5 separate regions of the Mus musculus genome follow, and regions 1, 2, 3 and 4 are each linked to region 5. The links are chromatin contacts, called in public promoter capture Hi-C maps. All regions are on one chromosome and are shown on one strand. Each heading gives the region's core, a stretch centred on a gene start, on an enhancer-like site or on the middle of the called end of the contact. The rest is flanking DNA. Distances are from core to core; before and after follow the strand shown. Region 1 holds the start of Reln (reelin). Region 2 holds the start of Dnajc2 (DnaJ heat shock protein family (Hsp40) member C2). Region 3 overlaps Napepld (N-acyl phosphatidylethanolamine phospholipase D). Region 4 holds the start of Orc5 (origin recognition complex, subunit 5). Region 5 holds the start of Srpk2 (serine/arginine-rich protein specific kinase 2).

Region 1 (2,700 bases), core at 97-2,596, 1.3 Mb after region 5:
ACTTGGGGCAAGCTATTCTGATTTCTCCCCTGTGAAATGGGGGAAGTTTTGCTTCTTCCGGTGGTGGTGTTAGGATTACATTAGGCTAATGATCTACAAGCCTGTGCAGCCTGCATGGCACTTTGCTCTAGTGTAATATTAGTCGCGTGTATGAATATGTGTGCTGTTGAACTTTGGGAGGATTGGAAGTAATGGAGACCAACAGGCAGTTAGGTCCTTCCTATCTGCTGAAACTGTGAATGTGGCAGAAAAAAAAAAATCTTTTGCAATGAAATTACCACAGAGGTCTCCCTTTGGATCTTGCCTTCTGACGCCCTTCTCCCAAACTCAGGCAAAGACTACCATTTCTGACATTACAGTTTCCTGGTTTCTTTACAAGCAAGGCTTATTTTGGCTTGGTGCTGAGCCTGGAGAAATGCATTAAAACCTGGCAGCTCTGTTCTCCCGTCTCTGGGTGCCTCGGGGCTCCTGCCAGCGGTGCTCGGTTAAAAAACGTGCTTCTGGATGGTTTCACTTGCCCGCAGTCCTGCGTGAGATAGCTCATTAACGCCGGTTTCATTGCTGCTGCCAGCCACTCCTCTGCATGCCTTCCCCTCCCCCACCCCAGTGACAGTGGTCATGCATGACATGTAGAAGTAATAAACTCGGACCTAAAATTTACTACCCCCATCTCCGTCCGAGGAATCCCCTAGCAACGCGTAAATACAGAGTCCGGCGAAGCTCGCCTGTCGGGTCCCCTCACCACAATCCCCACGGCCGAGAAGCCCGACGATCTGGCCCCGCACCACTCCAGGTGGCAATCGCACCGTCACCCAATCTCCCTTTCAGCCTGGCTGCCACTGAAGACCCGGGCCGGGGCAGCGACGGGGCCGCGAGGCCTGACTGGAAAGGGCTCGCGCGCGCGGGGCACCGTCGCGGTTGGGGCCACTGACGGGAGGGTCCCCAGGACAAGCGCTGGCCGTGGGGACTGGGGGGCGGCGGGCCCCGAGGGGCGAGGGTTGCAGCCGGCGTAGACAAAGAACAGCGCGGTCCCCGCCGCCCTCGGCTTCCCCGCGCGTCCTCGCAGAACGGGCAGCCGTGAGCCCGGGGCTCCGGTTCCCCGGGGCAGCCCGTCGGTCTCTGGCCGCTCTCGTTCGCGCAGCGGCCGAGCAGCCCTGCCCTTCCGGGCGGAGCGGGCCGTGGGCGGGAGGCGCGCGTGTGCTCCGGGCACAGCCCGAGGTGCGGGCAAGCCCGAGGGGGCGGGGACGGGCGCGGGGGCGGGGGCGCGGCTGGGACACGTGTGGCGGCGGCGGGGGAGGGGGCGGCGCCCGGGGCTTTAAGAAGGTGCGGAGGGGGCGGGCACTTTCCCAAGCCCGGCCGAGGGGCGTCGCGTGCACACCGGCGGCGGCGGCGCTCGGAGGCGGACGACGCGCTCTCGGCGCCCGCGGCCCCGGTTCCCCCCGCGCTCTCGCTCCGGCGGCCCAAAGTAACTTCGGGAGCCTCGGTCTCCCGCTAACTTCCCCCCGCGGGCTCGGTTGCCCGGACCCGCTCGGCTCGAGCCCGCCGCCGGCTCGCCTTCCCCGCACGCGGCTCCTCCGTGCCGGTGCCTCCGAAAGTGGATGAGAGAGCGCGCGGGGCGCGCGGCGGCACGGAGCGCGGCGGCATGGAGCGCGGCTGCTGGGCGCCGCGGGCTCTCGTCCTGGCCGTGCTGCTGCTGCTGGCGACGCTGAGGGCGCGCGCGGCCACCGGCTACTACCCGCGCTTCTCGCCTTTCTTTTTCCTGTGCACCCACCACGGGGAGCTGGAAGGGGATGGGGAGCAGGGCGAGGTGCTCATTTCCCTGCACATTGCGGGCAACCCCACCTACTACGTACCGGGACAGGAATACCATGGTAGGTACCACCACGGCATCCCTACGGCGCCACGGTGGCCCGCGAGCGCATCTTTCCATCCTTTTCCTTCTTCCCAGGGGCCAGCCGGCCGGAGACCGGGACAACCTCCTACCTCAGCGGGGTGCGCTGCCTGGGGAGAGAGAACAAAGTTAGTGGAGAATGGAGTCCTGAGTTGGGATTTCAACTGTCCCCTAACACATAAACTGGTGCTTATGTGACAGGCCACACAAGCTTTTGGTACTGCTGTCCCCCACCCCTTCACTCCCTGCAGCTGCCGAACCTGCGCATCGTGTTTTCCTAACCCCAGTACTTAGATACCAGACTTTTGTCCTGTTCTGGGTCCTCCTTGGTGGGTCCCCAGGTGGCGCTGGGGTTGTCACTGGGTTTTGCCGGCCAGCTGCCGACAGATTGGAGCACTTTGGTCGGTGGCTGCCCATGCCGGCGGCCAGTTAAAAGTTCCCGCTGCTCTGCAGCCAGGAGTCCCTAGTGATCTGTCCTCAAGAAACAGAGCGGCTGTTTCCAACCCTTTATTCTTTTAAAGAGTCGTTTAAAATATCAGTGATTGATGATTTCTGTCATCCCCTTCATACTTTTAGCTTGGTGCTTGCTGTTGTTAGCATTGTCTGGGCGATGCTTACTAATCACTTGTATCTGCACAGCTTTAAGTCCCTGGCAGGACCTACAAGCTTCTCCCCACAAAGGCGATCCCTCTCCTAAGGGATCAGTATGCAATCCTTCATCGAGGTGAAACATTACTGCAAAGTTGAATTTTAGCAACAAGAAGAGTAATTTAATGTAGTATGCAGTCCTTCATCGAGGTTAAAACATT
Region 2 (2,700 bases), core at 10-2,509, 1.9 Mb after region 5:
AGTTTGGACGCAGTTAATTGGTGGCTAGATCTACAAATTGAATAAAGATAATGCATTTCTGTTAGGGAGTGTGTATCCAGGTTATACAAAGATCCACAACAAGAAAGGAATCTGGTTGTTATGACAGGAAAGGAGGAGGGAAGATTAAAAGATAGAGGGAAGGAAAGTAGGTAAAGAATTTGGACATATTTCTCTAGAGGAGATACACAAATGCCAATAAACGGACGCATGAAAGGATGTTAAAATCAAAAGCACGTCATTCTCTTTAGGATGGTTCCTCCTCCTCCTCCTCCTCCTCCTCCTCCTCCTCCTTCTCCTCCTCCTTCCCCTCTCTCTTTCTCTCTCTCCTTCTTAAGACTGGCTCTGCGTGGTCCTGGCTATCTAGCAACAGATCAGGCTGTCTGAGAACTTAGAGGTATCTGCTGCGACAAAGGCTGTGCGCCACCATGACCGACCCATGGATCACTATTATGTTTAAAAAGAAAGTTTGACCGGATGTTGAAAAAAAAAATAGATGCTGTTTACACTGTTGGTGTAAAATACTGCAGTGCTTGCGAAAAACTGAAAATAACTAAAATAAAATCTATATAAACTAGTTATCCTACTGCTAAATATCAAATGCCAAAAAGTTGGAAATAGGATTTCAAAGAGATCCGTGTACAGCCCTATTTATAGCTGCATTAGCAAAGGCCAAATGAAGAATAACCCAAGTACCCAAATACATAAGATGGGTAAACAAAAATGTGGTTATGGGAATATAGTATTATTTGGCCTTAAAAAAATAAATTCTGTGACCATTATACTAGTGAATACACCGCTCACATAGAGACAATGTTATAATATATAACATTATTAATATAACAATACAATGATATATAGTTATATGATTCCACTTTTATGAGGTACCTAGAGATTGGTGGTAGCTCAGCACTTGGGAGATTTAAACAGGATATTCACAAGTTAGAGGCCGGCCTGGGTGACAAAAGTGAGTGAAGTTCTTTTTCAAAATTATTTCCTCCGTCTTGCTCTCACGTGAAAAAACAAACAAAAAAACAAAACAAAAACCAAAACAATCCTTTTCACGTAGGAACTGATGCGTCTAGGAACTGTTCCTTCGAGCTCCTTGGTCTCCGGTCGGTTTAGAGTCACAGAGGAAGTAGGCGGCCGCGCGCATTGGCGCGAGGCCGTGGGGGTGGGGTTGGCGGCCGCGCCGTGCGAGCCCCATCCCGGAAGTGCTCACTGGTCGTCTCCATGCGCCGGCTCCGGGGCGTAAAGCCTAGGCGCGAGGCTCAGACCACAGGTAGTGCGGACGCGGAGGGCCCTGCCTGCCGGCCGTGAGCCGCGGCGTCCGCGGGACCAGCCCCAACCAGCATGCTGCTCCTGCCGAGCGCCGCGGAGGGCCAGGGCACCGCCATCACCCACGCTCTGACCTCCGGTACGTGCCCACCAACCCAGTTTCCGCCCTGCCTCGGGCGCCCCTGCCCCAGCCCTGTCCCTAGCAACCCCTGGCTCGGTAGCCTTGACCCCGGCAATCTGCTCCGGGACTCGGGGGACTGTGACGAGCCCCTGCTGCTCAGTGCTGTAATTTGAAGTGTCCCCGGTTTCTCGGAAAGGAGGGTGGGGGCGTCTTCCTTGTGCACCTGTGGTTCCTTCATCCTGGTGAGGCTGCTGACTCACGGAGCGGGCTGAACAGCTGAGGACCGAGCCCTCCTGTACCCCGAAAGGCCCCCTAAGGCACCCCCCCTGCCCACGGCGGAGCGACCCCGCTGCACGCACCCGCGTGCCGGGAGAGATACAAAGCCTTGTAAACGCTGTTCAGCCCTTCGCCTCCACCTTTGCTCCCGGCTGTGTATTTTGCTTGTCGGAACTCAGAACTTCCTCATTCCGTTGGAAGCCCCCTGTGAATGCTCCTGGACAGCTTGGCGTACACCAAGGATGGTTAAAAGCACAACTTAGCCTCCTGCTGTAGGGGTTTTGGTTTATAGCCCTGCACGCCAGAAAGTATTTCAAGTGTCGGGTCTCTCATTTTAATGATCTACATTAATTCCCATAGCCGCTTACCGTGGGCACTTGTTGAATATAATTTTTAAATGTTTCCCATGGCACGTGTTGCGTTTGTGTGTCGCGGTAATCCTGTAGTGAGGGAAAGGCTTCCAAGACACGGTTTTGAAAGCCACGCCCCCGCTACTCAGCCGGTTCATTTTCGCGTTTGACTCCTCTCCTGTGTTAGGTGGAGGAAATCTTAATATCATAAGCCAGTTAAAACGTGAAAAAGAAAGGGTCTTAGAAAATGATGCCCACAAATTGTGCACCAGAAAATTGCCCTTTGATTTCTTAAGAAATTAAAATTATGATCTTTTTTCCTGACACAGATTACCATTTTTTAATTTCTGTTATACATATCTACAGTTATTTATTCCATGTTACTTTCTCTACAACAGTTTAAAGCTTTAAAACTGCATTCGAATATTCTAGGAACTGGGTGAGATAGGTATTGTTTCCATCCTGAAATGATTCAATCTGTTTCAAGAAATTTACAGTTCTAGATTAAAGCCCTGAAATTCTGGGTTTACATCCAGCCTGTGTTATTAAGACATAGAAACGGTAATGAGTTCTCAGCATTGGCTTGGAAAATTGTCTATTTCAACAGATTATTGTTAGAGAATCCTTAGAATTATTAACCATTTTAATAGCTAATCT
Region 3 (2,700 bases), core at 107-2,606, 2.0 Mb after region 5:
GTTTTCCAGATGAAGATGAGAAAATGCATGATGCATTTTAGAAAGTAGAAGTTTGGATGGATCTTGCAAAGTAAGCCATGACCTAGAGTGTGCCTTTAATACTTGTACTTGGCCGATGCTGCTATAAAAAAAATCTTTTGATGTCCTTTGCAGAGCTGTGAAGGCTGACTGTCTGTTAGCCTTTAAGGACAGTAGCTTTGCTATGGTGTCATTTGTCCCCTTTTAGCATAAGGTAGGCTTTGGCAGGGGTGCATGAGAGGGTGACCGTTCCCATTACAGGGGCATCTTCTTTCCTTCAAATCTTCCTTAGTTTCCCCCTGTACTTCCTGACATCTTTCTTTAACTCTGATCCTGCCTACCCTTTGGGGAGTTAGGGGCACTCCTGAAGGCTTTGATCTACAGTGGGAAGAGGTAAGGGGACTGTGCCAGCGGAGGTGGATTCTGGCATTAGATCTGTTTGATAAATGTTGCTTGTCTTTTTTTAAAGGATATAGGATTGGAAATCTTATATGGTGCCAGGAATAGTGGTGCACACCATTAATCCCAGCATTTAGGAGGCAGAGGCAGGTGGATCTATGAATTCAAGGCCAGCCTGATCTACATAGTAAGTACCAGGACAGCCAGGGCTATACAGAAAGGCTCAAGAAAAGGGGACTAGAAGCGGGGAGAGATGGGAAAAAAAGAAATCTTCTATCACTTCCATGCTAGAAATATTCATAGTCATCTTTATATGGTATATCTATATCTCTCTCTATATATAGATATGCATGTATACAAACACATATATGCATATATTTGCTGTGCTGCAGATTAAACCTGGGGCCCGATAAATTGCTTTTGTTGATTGAGACGGGGTTTTGATCTGTAGCCCAGGCTGGCTTCAAACTTGTAAAATTATCAAGTGCCATGAGGAGTGTACCACCATGCCTGGCCTCGATATTTTTTTAAGATCCTTCTGAATTAGGCTAGAGATTAATAGATAAACATTTATATTCAGAGCTTTTTAGGATGAGGCAAAGGGACAAGGAAACTGTCATGTTTGTTTTTGTTTTTGAGACTCAGCTTCCTATGTAATTTACCGGAGCGTACTGGAGCGTACTGGTGCTTACTGGAACTTACTGGTACTTACTGGAACTTACTGATAGCCCACACTAGCCTTGATCTTGTGATCTGCCAGCCTCAGCCCCTGACTGCTGGGTTTACAGGTGTGTACCCTCTCACCTGGCCTCCCCCCTCGCCATCCCCCTTGATGAACTCCATCTGAGAAGAAACATTCAACCTGGGAGGAGAGGGCTTAGGGTGTAAGGTCAGGATGGTGAGTTGTGTGGTTTTTGTTGGTGTGAATCTCTTCCTTGTTCTGAACCACAGCTTCTAAAAATAGAGGTTGTCAGTGAGAGGTTCAGTGCTGGCTGTTTCATTTGGAAGAGTCAGTGGCTGCATGAACGTACAGTTGTAGTTCTTCAGGTTTGAGAGATTCTAGAAATTGGATTGACTCTGAGGACCTACCAGGCCAGTGGGTCTTAAGGAAATATTTGTCCCTCCTGGAAACCCAAGAAAAGCCATAGAGGAGCACTGCCCCTGGCTGCACTGGTGTGGATCTTAGGGCCGCAAGTCTCTCCGTTCACTCGGTTAGTTAGCTGGTATTTACTGAGCATGTGTTGTGTGCCGGGCACACTCTGTTATGTGCTAAAACATGAATAGACTAAGTCAGCCAGCTGTGTGTGTATTAAAACACCAGAGGAGTGGTGAGTCAGCAGAGATGTGAGAGGGAGGGCTATGTATGGCTGCATTCTTCAGTGTATTAAAAAGATACCAAAGGGACTCATATCTTTGAATATGCCACTTAAGAATGAATTCGGTATAATCTGAAAGAAAACACCTTTGCACTACTCCAGTGTGTGCCTCACCGATGGCATCTTGTCTGTCCTCTTCCTTGTCTTCTGTGAAAGCCTAGAGTTAGATGAGATGCATGCTGGCTTCCCTTACTTCTGGGAAAACTGTAACTTTGTGTTTAAACACATTAAAAAAAACCATGCTGAGAGGAAGAGCATTTCCCCAGGGCAGTGACAGATCCCAAATCCCCAGACAGAAACAATAGCAGGACAAGTAGGTGAGGGCCCGAGACCTGAGGTCAGCTCAGATTTAATCAGATTTCTGGAGGTCATTTTATGAGTAGATCATGGCCTTAAGTCACTACTCGGAAAAGAAATTAATATTTACATAGGATAATTATATATTATGTTATTTATAGCATGTTACAGTATATTGCATTTGTTTACCTACATATCTGAAAGTGCTGTAAAGGAAACGTATGATTAATGTGCACACTAATTGATAATTCTAAAGAAAGTGGGTCAGAAACAGGATACACAGTTTAGTTGTCAGGCGAGAAAGAGTTTCTTCCCTGGGCCATTCCGGGTGTCTGTCTGTCTGTCTGTTTGTCTCTTCTGGAACATTAGGGCAGTGTGTCGGTCAGCTCACAGGCCACACATTGTTCAGAGACTGTTGTTGCTTTGTGTTGTTGTTGGCTCCGTGACATTGTCTGATTGTTATTATGATTCATAGTCACCTACAGAGGGGAAATGAAAAATAACCCTGGGCAGGCAGCATGTTAGGGGGAGGGAAACAGATGACTTGTGAGTTTCATGACTTGGAGGATGCTGTCAAATTGGCAAACAGGCTGCCCCAGCGTGGCTGGGT
Region 4 (2,700 bases), core at 132-2,631, 1.1 Mb after region 5:
ATACCTATGAACACTTGATCTTTGAAAAAGAAGCCAAAATTATACAGTGAAAAAGAAAGAAAGAAAGAAAGAAAGAAAGAAAGAAAGAAAGAAAGAAAGAAAGAAAGAAAGCAAGCACCTTCAATAAATGGTGCTGGTCTAACTGGCAGTCTGTATGTAGAAGAATGAAAATAGATCCATATTTATCATCTTGCACAAACCTCAAGTCCAAGTGGATCAAGGATCTCAACATAAAACCGGATACATTGAGTCTAATAGAAGAGAAAGTGGGGAAGAGCCATGAACACGCTGGCATAGGGAAAATGTCCTGAATAGAACACCAGTGGCTCAGGCTCTAAGATCAAATATTGATAAATGGGACCTCATGAAACTGAAAAGCTTCTGTAAGGCAAAGGGCTCTATCAACAGGACCAAACAGCAGCCTACAGATTGGGAAAGGATTGTCACTAACTACTTATGGTAGAGGCTGTGGAGTAAGGGGAATACTTCTTCATTGCAGGTAGTAATTCAAACTTGTACAACCACTTTGGAACCAAAGTGTGTGTGTGTGTGTGTGGTAATTAGATTTCCTCCACAGGCAGTTGTATTGTTCAATAATACATAATGGGCCTCTTTCTAATATGGGTGCCGTGTTTTCCTTGTCTTTTTGCACTGTTTATGAAATCTATGTGTAGCAGACACTGCGTACATTATCTTTTATTCTTAAAAATACTCTACTATAGTCCTTATGTTCTATATAAGGAAGTTTATAAATAAACGGTTCAAAGATTCTCCCAACATCTCAAAATTCAGAAAAAGTTGAGTCAATGTTTCCAGACCAAATTTTTTTTTCAGGACCCAAAGCCCTCTCTTTGGACACGAATTTTCTTATTCCTATACATTCTTTCATTTCAAGGCTTTTCTTCTTCCAGGTGTCCTATAAATGTGCAAGGACAACGTTAATTTTACTGATTACCCTCACTAACACTCGAATACTTCCACATCTAGTTTCAAGCTTGCAAAGACAAACAAATGATTTTATTTAGTTAGTTCCACAGAGTTCCCATTGTCCACTTTCTTGCCAGAGGAAAACCAATTTTTTTTTAAAGAATACTCGTTTCTGTCGGTACTTTTATGTGTGCGGCTTTCTGGAGGGAACTGAAGACACAGAAGGTGGGCGGTGAGGTGCCCCCAGGTCGCCCTTCAGCTTGTGTAAGGGTTTCAGGCTGGAAAGCTCAGGCCAGAGTGGGAAGCGATAACCACTTACCAGTAACCGACCACTGAGCACCGCCGCCTGGAGACTAGAGCGGCCCACGTTGTCGCGCGGCTCCCTGACGTCACTCGACCGCGCTGGCTCCGCCCCCAGCCCAGGCTTCCGGCCGGAAAGCTTGCGGTTGTTCTACGTGAACCACGCCTGAGTGGCGCAGGGCTGACCGGAGGCCAACTGCTCTGCAGTATCAGGTGGTGCCCGCCAAAATGTCTCACTTGGAGAGCATGGTCCTCTGTCGAGAGGCCCAAGTGTCCACTTTGCAGTCCCTGTTTGGAGAGGTATTGTAGTCAGACTGCTTCCCAAATGCCAGAGGCGAATGCGTCCTGGATCCGTTCCGTTTGGGGGGAGTACTGTGTGGATTGCGAGGCGGTAGGCTATCCCCCTTATGTTAAGATGGAGGTGCGGTATGACTGCCCCACACTTACCCAAAGAAACTTCTCAGTCTATTTTAAAGGAGACTGCAGAGGAAGAGCTGGCCTGCTCTACAGGACGTCGGCTAGGAAGTGCTCCTTTTACTTGGACCACACTTTGGAGATTATGTGAGCCCCAAATAGCTACTGCAAGTTGCTGCAGAACAGGGTTTGGGTAGGAAGTCTGTTTGCAGAGTGTTTACTAAACGCCAGTTCGCCCGTTGTAGTGAGGTATAGATTGGGTCAAATACAGAGAGGTGATTGGCTTCAAGGCCAATTAGGGTAACGCTGTGGTTTAGCCTTTAAAATCCTTCAGCTTTTCTAGAATTATAAAAGCCAGGAGAAGTCTCGCTTGGGTTTCTCTCCCTGCCGACCAGATGAGATGATTTAGAGGGGAGAGGTTAGCCTCTGAAGTGAACACAGGCTGAAGTAACATTCATTTCTCTCAGTTGCCTTGCATTGTGCTCATTAATTAGAATTGATTGCACTTGGATCTTATCTGGGAGATGAGCAAATACAAATAGCCATTTAGTCTTCCTTTAGAAATGTACTTTCATCCAGCAGAGTGTCGGATCCAGTGCGTCTGTGGTGGCAGATGAAATAGTCATGGAAAAGTACTTCCCTCCATCTAAAAGGCGTCATGTTAGCAATTCTAGAGGTCAGCTGCATCTGTAGTTCCTAGTTATAATGCTTTCAGTTATAGTTACCTATATTATTGAAATGTATAATTGTTTATGCTCTGTACATTCCTTCATTGGACTTGATAAACCCAGATTATTCTAACCAAAAGTACTCCTCTTTTTTTGAGGAATACTTTATTAGCAAAATAAGATAGGTAGGGCTGATTTAGCAGTGGGTCCCAGAAAAGGCTTCACCTTTGCTCTTATTTAATACTACATCTAACAAAAACAATATTTTTCTTCAAGGAAGTTTGCATGTGGGAAATACAAAGAACCACTATAGCAAATAGCTACAGAAGAAAAAAGAGCTAGCTATGCTCGTAGAAGACTAATTTATATGTTTAGCAAGTGTGTATTTTCT
Region 5 (2,700 bases), core at 18-2,517:
GCAAACTACTGAATGACTCAGCAAAATACACCATATGCATACACACACACACACACACACACACACACACACACAGAGCAACTGTGGAGAAACGTTTAAAAAAAACCTAGTGAATGTGGGTTAATAGTGCCGATTACTGCATTTTTCTTGTATGTTTCAGATTTTTTGAAAAAAAAAATGGAGAAAGTAAAATCTTTTCAAACTTGGAGCGGCCTTTCCTGTTTGTTGGGACATCTTTAGAGTAAGACTCAGTGATACAGTTGTAACTCAACGATACAATTGTAACCAATGAAGGACTGAGTGTTCAGGACCAGTATCTTTAAGATACTGTAATTGTTCAAAGAGACAAGAGAACACTGAAGTGGTAACTACGTGTCAGTCAGCGTGATTTGCATCTTAGATAGCCTTGGAAGGTAGAAAGAGAAACCAGGTAGCCTGGGAAGGCAGAAAGAGAAACCAGCCAGGCCTGAATAGAAATACAGGCTGGTAGAACTGTTTGACCTATTTAGGGTTTAGTTTCCCCATTATAGGAGGAAGAAAAAAAAAATCACTTTTTGGCATGATTGCTGTTTTAGGCTCTTATCTCATGGTATTTAGAAAATTAGGCTTTCTGTGACAAACTTTCCATTTAAGCTGTGTGCATCTTTCCTTCGTTAAACTCACGCAGCCTAATGGAGTAGGAAAAGAGAGGAAAATCACTTCTCCAAGGTCACACAGACACTCAAGGACCCAGGTTCCTCAGCTCTTGGTCTTGTGCCCTTTCCACGCCCGCCGGAGAGGAGGAAGCGGCGCTCATAGGGATGCAAGGATGTAGAGATGCAAAGGGATAGAGGAGGCCGCCTGAGAGAGGTGGCGAGAGACCCGCCAAGGCGCTGGCCAAGGAAGAGCGCATGGAGAGGCGTGCGGCACGACCAGCCGGGGTGCGGAGCGGTGGCTGGGAGGAAGGGTCGGCGGCTGGGCCTAGTGCCCGGGAACGGGTGGCCTGCGGCGGCCGTAAAAGCAAGGAGGTGGAGGCCGTGGGCGCGGGAGGCCGTGGGCGAGGGGGCCGTGGGCGCGGGGAACCGTGAGCGCGCAACCGCCCTTCAGCACAGGTGGGCCGCCGAGCGAGTGATAAGGGCGCGGCCGGGGTCCGGACCCCCGTGCTCCAGAGCTGCGGAGGGGGGCGCGGAGGGGGCGGGGCTGCGGGGCGGGGCCGCGGGGGCGGGTCTCATTGGCCCCCGCGGGAGAGGCCGCGGCGGCGCAGGCGCGGTTCCCGCCTCCTCGGCCGGCGAGCGAGTGGAGGCTGCATCCCGGTGCGGCTGACTGTCGCGTCGCCGCCGCCTCCGCCGCGGAGCCCCCCGCCTGGCTGCCCCGAGTCGGAATGAGCTCCAGGAAAGGTGAGCGGCGCGAGCGGCCCCCGCCCCGCCTCGCGGCACGCAGGCGGCCAACCCGACCGTTAATGTGTCTTCTCTCTCCCCAGTGCTGGCCATTCAGGCCCGAAAGCGGAGGCCGAAAAGAGAGAAACATCCGAAAAAGTGAGTCCGCGCGGCGCTTGGTCCCGACCCCGCCCCGCCTCGCTGAATGTTGCTTGCGGCCGCGCAGGCAGAGCTTCCCGGTCCCCGGGCCGCGGGCGGTGGGTCTCCCGGGACGCGGCGCCGGCTCTACGTGCCCCGGCGGGGGAGGGGTGGGGGGAGGGGCGCGCGGCCGCGGGTTCCGGAGCCGCGACCTGGCCCGTCAGCCTGCGAGCCGCCCGGGCTCTGCACTCGACCCCGCGCCCCGTGCCCCGTGCCCCGCGTCCCCGATCCTCATCCCGCGCCCCGGATCGGCGTCCCTGATCCGTATCCTGAGCCCCTTATCCACATCCCTGATCCGCACCCCAGTGCCTGTACCGCACGGGTCGGATAGTGGGCACGGGAGGGAGGCGGCGGCGCGGCTGACACCTGGGCTGCGGGAGCCAGTGCGCTGCCGCCTCTGCCACCTCCCGGTCCCGCCTGGGCCAGCCAGCTGAAAACCCGAGCTGCTTGTCAAGTGGTTTGGCTCCGGGCGTTGTTCCTGGCGTGAGTTCAGCTCCGGGACCGGTGCGTTTCGGCGCTCGGGTTTTTCATTCGAAACTTTCTGCTCGGGTCGAGCGTTACTTGCGTGCTGCGGCTGCGCCCAGGTCGCTTGCTGCAGTGGGCTGTGGGTGTGTGCGCGGGCGGGTCCCGCGTGGTGCTCCGGACTGGATCCACCGACTATGATATTTCAAATGTGCCAGCGCCAGCCACCTCCAGCCTGGACCTGCAGCCCAGTTGGGCAGCTGCTGTCGGAGAAGCCTTTCCCCGAGAGCTGGGTTTTCCTAGGCGTCAGAGCGCCGCCGCGTGTTTCTCTTTCCTCTCTCTCTGGGTTTGCTGGACCAGCTATCAACATCTTTGCTCACATTGTTTGCTTCGCTGTTCCTTTTGCGCAAGAAATTTGTGTGGTGTCTTTGGTACTATAGAGAAAGACAGAATTCGCCTTTAATAAAATTACGAAATATTTGTCTATCTTTATTTTGCAAGGGGTGGGATAACCCTCTGCTCTCTTAGGTGGTGGTTATAATTTGTATTGGCCCAGCAGGGATTTCCCACACATTTGGTGACATCTAGGAAAACTGGCAGGATTGTCTTCATTCAAAATTGAATATAACTTGACTGTATGTATAGGATTTCCTAAGATGTGGATATATAAATATGAAAGAAATCT

Evidence for each region. Promoter capture Hi-C pulls out the DNA fragments that hold promoters and counts their contacts.
Region 1: a promoter capture Hi-C map of liver shows a contact between it and region 5, with 2.7 times the contacts expected there. The contact joins the promoter of Reln here to the promoter of Srpk2 in region 5.
Region 2: a contact with region 5 is called in a promoter capture Hi-C map of embryonic stem cells, with 5 times the contacts expected there. The contact joins the promoter of Dnajc2 here to the promoter of Srpk2 in region 5. A contact is called at or near these places in 10 of 39 promoter capture datasets (the 3T3-L1 cell line, the C10 cell line, cranial neural crest and 3 more) and 1 of 115 datasets of contacts at active chromatin or transcription factors (large pre-B cells).
Region 3: a promoter capture Hi-C map of hippocampal neurons shows a contact between it and region 5, with 3 times the contacts expected there. The contact joins the enhancer-like site here to the promoter of Srpk2 in region 5. A contact is called at or near these places in 5 of 39 promoter capture datasets (the 3T3-L1 cell line, hippocampal neurons, liver and 1 more) and 1 of 115 datasets of contacts at active chromatin or transcription factors (stem cell-derived neural progenitor cells).
Region 4: a promoter capture Hi-C map of stem cell-derived epiblast-like cells shows a contact between it and region 5, with 6 times the contacts expected there. The contact joins the promoter of Orc5 here to the promoter of Srpk2 in region 5. A contact is called at or near these places in 8 of 39 promoter capture datasets (the 3T3-L1 cell line, 3T3-L1-derived adipocytes, embryonic stem cells and 4 more) and 1 of 115 datasets of contacts at active chromatin or transcription factors (embryonic stem cells).

Annotation. Positions count from the first base shown.
Region 1 is chr5:22,343,351-22,346,050 of GRCm38.p6, reverse strand. Reln (reelin) reads left to right here and starts at 1,346. Exons shown (of 65, transcript NM_011261.2): 1 at 1,346-1,871. The coding sequence starts at 1,643.
Region 2 is chr5:21,783,724-21,786,423 of GRCm38.p6, reverse strand. Dnajc2 (DnaJ heat shock protein family (Hsp40) member C2) reads left to right here and starts at 1,259. Exons shown (of 17, transcript NM_009584.4): 1 at 1,259-1,435. The coding sequence starts at 1,372. It also overlaps a transcript of Psmc2 not described here.
Region 3 is chr5:21,680,132-21,682,831 of GRCm38.p6, reverse strand. The region is part of intron 2 of Napepld (N-acyl phosphatidylethanolamine phospholipase D); the gene reads left to right. Among named protein-coding and RNA genes, the nearest start is that of Gm51277, 7.6 kb to the right of the region's middle. Within about 2 kb of position 1,356, at least 46 of the 459 cell types and tissues checked have an H3K27ac peak or open chromatin away from gene starts, as enhancers often do. A contact at or near this core is called in hippocampal neurons, where this site is marked.
Region 4 is chr5:22,549,019-22,551,718 of GRCm38.p6, reverse strand. Orc5 (origin recognition complex, subunit 5) reads left to right here and starts at 1,381. Exons shown (of 14, transcript NM_011959.3): 1 at 1,381-1,527. The coding sequence starts at 1,456. It overlaps 6030443J06Rik (RIKEN cDNA 6030443J06 gene), which reads right to left and starts at 1,306. Exons shown (of 3, transcript NR_102315.1): 1 at 1,247-1,306.
Region 5 is chr5:23,674,534-23,677,233 of GRCm38.p6, reverse strand. It overlaps Srpk2 (serine/arginine-rich protein specific kinase 2), which reads left to right and starts at 1,267. Exons shown (of 16, transcript NM_001359173.1): 1 at 1,267-1,376; 2 at 1,460-1,514. The coding sequence starts at 1,361.